Regions from separate parts of the Zea mays genome. Here region 1 is linked to region 2. A link is a contact called in public Hi-C data. All regions are on one chromosome and are shown on one strand. Each heading gives the region's core, a stretch centred on a gene start, on an enhancer-like site or on the middle of the called end of the contact. The rest is flanking DNA. Distances are from core to core; before and after follow the strand shown.

Region 1 (2,700 bases), core at 68-2,567, 210 kb before region 2:
ATAGCCTCTAGATCTCTGATTTCTTGATCCAACTCTTCTTCCTGTGGTGTTAGGCTAATGGCCTTCCTTTTCTGGCTTCGGGTCTCCCTCAGAAGGAGCCCCTCTTGATTGGTGTCCAGCGGCGCAAGGGAAGCCCCTGGCGCTACCGCCTTCTTCGGCGGCTCGACGAAAGTAGTTGTTCGAGCTCTTGTTGTCGAAGGTGGTCGTTTGAGTTCACCATAGGTGGGCATCAACGTTGGTCAATTGTTCTTAATTGCTATGAATCAAAAGCAAGGCAACAACATTTGTTATATGTTAAAGACCTTCGTCTTTCGAAGCATTATTTCCTTTCGGATTTAATGAATCTTAGACGAAGGTCATGAATAATGAGTCTTCATCATTCGTAAATATGAAGATGTACTTACGAGATGTGATGTCACGCCACATATTTATTTCATAATAAATATACAAACACTATCAAAGTTTGTATTGCATTGATACCTTCGGCTTGTTTGAAGGTAATGACGCGAGGGCAATTATAATCCAGCGTGGGTACTGTTCATCTATTTATAGGCAATCGTACAGCTTCGTACGTTATTACATTCATGTCCTCAACAATTATATACAGAGTTTATAAATGTCACAAGGACATTATCGTCATTTGTATTTAATAACTTGAACAACACCTTCTCACTATGTCGTCTTTCTGCTTAACCGTGATGAAGCTTGTATCGTCGTATTTCTCTTGAGTTATGTTAAAGCTTTTTTAGTGACGAAGCTCCTGTAATATTTAGTAATATGCTGAAAGCAAATGGTTAGCCGTATTTTTGAGGACATTCGAAAGAGAAAGACCCCAACAACTGTCTTGTTCACTGATTTGGCATTCCATACACAATGACACAGTAGACACTGACGAACACCTACCTCTATTTGTACTACACTATATTGGCCATGGCCCTCTATCTCTATGTACAGCAGCCGGCAAGCGGCAACCATTGTGGCAGCAGCGCGACACCTCTCAAAACTCCGGCGCCCGATGAAGCAAGCACCAGGCAAGGACGATGGAGCTCGCCCTGTGAATCCACTGGTTTGTATCTCGGACGAAGCTCCCCCATGGCAGTATGTGGATTGGATCAGTCGTGCCATCGCAGGAGCATGACGACGCAGCGCTGGATGATGTAGAGCCTGGCCCTCTGCTCCTTGAGGGCCTTGCCGAATCCCCTCTGCCTCCTCTGGCCTCCGACGAGCAGCTTCATCTTGCAGTCAGTCACGATCAGGATTCTCCCAAGTTGGCAACGGCGAGGACGAGCTATGCCGTTGTTTGCTCAAGTAGCAGGTGTAGAACTTAAAGCAGCACTCCGTATATATAGCAGAGCCGGGACCTCAGCAGCTGTTGAGAAGGTAGTGTAGTACTGTAGTGTAGATAGCGGAGGAGGAGAAAGGCGAGCGGGGGCCCACACGGGGCGTGCAGGCGGGGTTGGCGATGGCCAGCGGGGCGAGATTCCTCTTGTCGCCCTCCTGCCCGGGAAGCGCACGCCGGGTAGTTCGGCCGTCGTGCACCACTGTTTGCCTACGGAAAATGTGTCGGGGTCCAGGGCAGGCGGGGGCCTCACGTGCCGCTCGTGCGGTGCGGGTGCGGCGTCGCTGCCACCCAACGCCCTCCCGTAGTCAGTCCCGTCCCGTGCATGCGTGCGCGCGCGCCGCCCGATTGATTCTTCTGATCATGAGTTCAGCTTTGAATGCTGGTTGCTGAGTCATGACTGTAAAAGTCCTTTTCTTTCGCCGTTCGACGACCCATACGGACAGATAACCCAAGGATGCCACACCTTGGTAACGATTGACGACTCTCTCTCTCTCTCTCTCGATTTAGCCGGAGTGCATGTGCGCTTGTCGGGCCTGGGCGCAGATGTCATGATCCATGATGGCGGAGGCTGATTGCCTGATTGGCTAGCTCTGATTACAATTATATCGATTGGTTGTTTCACTTGGTGTTCTAGCGCGCCCATCGATTCCGTCAAACCCCATGGGACCGCGCACGTGAGAGATTCCTAAGTACTACCTGCATGGAGAATCATGGTTTCGTTACTCTTTTTCTTCTCTGTTTCGTTTGGTTTTCGTTATACATGTCTCTGACACTACACCAAAATAGTAAACTTTCTAGAGCCTAAACCATAGGAAGTTAGCCCTAAACTCTAGTAAGTTAGCTAAACTCTCGGAAGTAAAGCCATTCCGTTGAAAGTTTAGCTCTCGAAATTTTTTTGTCGGAAGTTAGCTTAACTTCATAGAGCCCTCTAGAAAGTTAGCTAACTTTCTACAGCCAAAAAAGCCTCTCGGAAGTTAGTAGGTTCTCGGAAGTTAGTAGCTTCACGCCGTCAGCGCCGTCAGCTGACTACCTTCCTACGACTAACTTTCTACGGCTGACTGTAGCCCCTAGGAAGTTAACTGACTAACTTGCTACGGCTGACTGTAGTCCCTAGGAAGTTAATTGGCTAACTTCCTACGGCCCAATTGGCCTCTAGGAAGTTAATTTGACCAGCATTATAAATGTTATTTATTTTTATTTTACACTACATTCCACAACATAACAAATATATCAACAGCTATATAGCACAACATATTTTCACATAAAACATCTCACATACAATCACATAACAATATTTAAATCCATAGTCTCATCAATTACATCACAAAAGTCTCATCCATAGTGAGTAGTCTGAAACT
Region 2 (2,700 bases), core at 20-2,519:
AGTAGATAATAGTTACTGCAACCATTTGAAATAGGATTTATTAGAAGAACAATAACATAGAGCTTGTTTTTTTTTCTAACAGGTCTACTCAACCTGTGATGACATACGGGGTAAAAACAGCATTATATCTTCATTGTTTGTTATATGTCAGTTAACACAGATATATACCTTCATTATTTGTTATTTGTCAGTTACAGCTCTATATCTTCATTGTTTGTTATTTGTTAGTTAATACAGCACTGGCATAGTACACACCTTTCAAAATTCATAATCAAAGATATACAGGGAGAAATAGAATAAAAAATTAATATAGAATTACCTTAAATAAGCAATAGTTATACTGTTTGCTTGTTAAAAAGTCTAAATACTCAAGTTCAATCATATTTGAACTAACTCATGCTAGCTCTAGTGACTAGTGAGGGTTGTGCACCTCCATTTTACCAGTCGCCCATCACAGGTAAGTGCACTACAATAGCAAAGGGAGTATTCATGCTGATGATTTAGAGCTAGCCTCTGCCTTTCTAGGATTGAACAACGGTACCTTTGCGCATGTTGGTGTGCACAATGAATCTACTATTGTAATGTCAGAAAATAAAAACAATTTTCCTGGACTCTAGCGGCCTGTATTTATAGTTCGATTGCACAATGCCATGGCTTCGAACGGAAAAGCGAAACATTGGAAGTGAGAACCATGCCATGGCTCCCGCATTCCCATCATCCTCAAAAATCCTTTGTTAACAGATCTCCAGCAATCAGCTTAATAATTTGAGCATACGAAAATAATTAGGCATGCATATGCAAAAGCGTGTTAAGATAATAAGTGCAAAGTCCAACGTCCTACGAAATCTACAGCAGCACATATTAACCCAACTTAATCCCAAGCTAGCAACGAACAGCTCGTGGCCCGAATCCCTTCATCAATCAACGTAACCCTGAAACCACACCACAACCATCTCCTACCAAACGCACCAAATCATCACAAGTCGGTGATTGCCTGATTCCCCGCGCTCTGACGACCCATTCCCTGGATAAACCGCATATGCATATATTGAAATCGCCGCGGGGGTACGAGGAGAGGCTGCTTACTCCTTTGTGACGGCGATGACGTTGTCGACGAACTCTTGAAGCATTCCTGACCGCCGATTAGGTTGCCTCCAATTCCTTGAACCACGCAGGCCCGGGGTGGGAAGGGGCGACGCGAGCGAGGCAACGAATCCGGAGGGCGTAAGAAAGAGAGGAGGATTGGGAAGAAAAGGAAAGGAGTCGGGCTGTTGGGACCCCTATTTTAGCATTTAGTCTTTTCGTGACAATTTTTTTAGGAACACAAATTAAACGATGGGGAATTACCTGGTCCACATGTATCGATCAGCGGCGTACGAATGACTTGTGGGCCACGGGGTAACGTAATCCACTGTTGTGTTGGCTATGGTCTAGCTCTCGCGAATAAGACCCATTTGAAATCTCTACTACTCTATAAGGATCCAACGAGAGCGTCCACAATATTTCACCGTGCCTCCGCCTGCCTCCGTCCCGTAACACCCCAGCCCTAAACTACGCCCGCTCTCTCCGCGCGTGATGCTCTCCCTTCCTCATCGCCTCTGCACCGACGCCCCCTTCATTTTTCCTCTCACATAAACCCGCGCTCATTCCTTTTTCTTTCACCTAATTCCCGTCCTTGTGTGTTTGCGTTGCTCGCTTGGGTTTGGATCCAATCGAGGGCTCGGCCCGGCGGATGCTGTAGAGGAATGGCGGAGGCTGTCGCGTCTGCGGGCAGGCTCGCCATGGACTCCTCGACCTCCGTCTCGCCCAACCAGGTGATTCGAGCCCTAACTCGTGCCTCCTCGATCCGTTCCGTCGGGCGTGGCCCGAAATTTGCTGCTCTCAGCTGTGCGGCACCCCTTGGGGGTTCCCGTGGTTTCGAGACTGTTGGAGTGGGGTTGGTGACATGGGTGGCTCAATTTGGGGGCACGGGAAGCAGGCAGCGGGGGAAATCGAACGGCTGGGTATGGGTTCGTGCGCGGTTGCGATGCTGAATCACACGCTGGTTTATGAACCTTTGGTGATCGCGGAGAAGCGCTAGAGATGCGAGGCGTCTGGAGTTTCTCACGCGGGTTGAGCGATTGGATCATATGTTGCGGGCTTGTCACAGTAATTACCACATTTGAAGGGTATTGTGGGTCCTCCACCTCCATCCCCTCCCCAAGCCATTCTCTCGATCGTGATAGCCAACAGCGACGGCGATGAGCACGACCCTCCTCCACTTCCTCCGCCCCGCCCTCCCAAATGAGATTTGACAGTTGCGGGTTAACCTTACCTATGAAATCCCATATGTAGACTGAAGAACTATGTGAATAGCTGTGGACTATTATGATTAGACAGTTTTATTCAAGTTCACTTTTTTCCTTTTATTCTTTAGAAATATGATTCTTCTCATGCTCCGCTTTGCCTAATTATATTTCTAAGTTAGCATCTTGGCTGCTTTTGAATCATGTGTCTTCTCATGTTTCTGTCTGGTTAATCTGTATTTGCAACTGCACCCTTTACAGTGAAATGAAATGCAAATACGACCTTCTGATCTGTACCTTAGAGAAGAAGAGGAATTAAATTTCTTTGAAGTCATTCTGCGAGCTAGGTAGAGGAAAGAGATTGTCATTGGGTACCGTCTTGAGGCAGCTGAGTGTGCCATAATCAATCCAATAG

What was found. Hi-C and Micro-C count contacts between places; a contact is called where the count stands out from the background.
Region 1: a Hi-C map of ear shows a contact between it and region 2, with 2.3 times the contacts expected there. The contact joins the promoter of LOC100277161 here to the promoter of LOC100193803 in region 2. A contact is called at or near these places in 2 of 25 Hi-C or Micro-C datasets (ear and tassel).

What each region holds. Positions count from the first base shown.
Region 1 is chr3:89,482,832-89,485,531 of Zm-B73-REFERENCE-NAM-5.0, reverse strand. LOC100277161 reads right to left here and starts at 1,317. Exons shown (of 1, transcript NM_001364036.1): 1 at 827-1,317. The coding sequence starts at 1,235. The coding sequence ends at 1,113.
Region 2 is chr3:89,268,778-89,271,477 of Zm-B73-REFERENCE-NAM-5.0, reverse strand. LOC100193803 (alpha/beta-Hydrolases superfamily protein) reads right to left here and starts at 1,269. Exons shown (of 9, transcript NM_001310458.1): 1 at 1,087-1,269. The coding sequence starts at 1,130. LOC103650372 (DNA polymerase V family) reads left to right here and starts at 1,462. Exons shown (of 3, transcript XM_008675956.4): 1 at 1,462-1,814. The coding sequence starts at 1,746.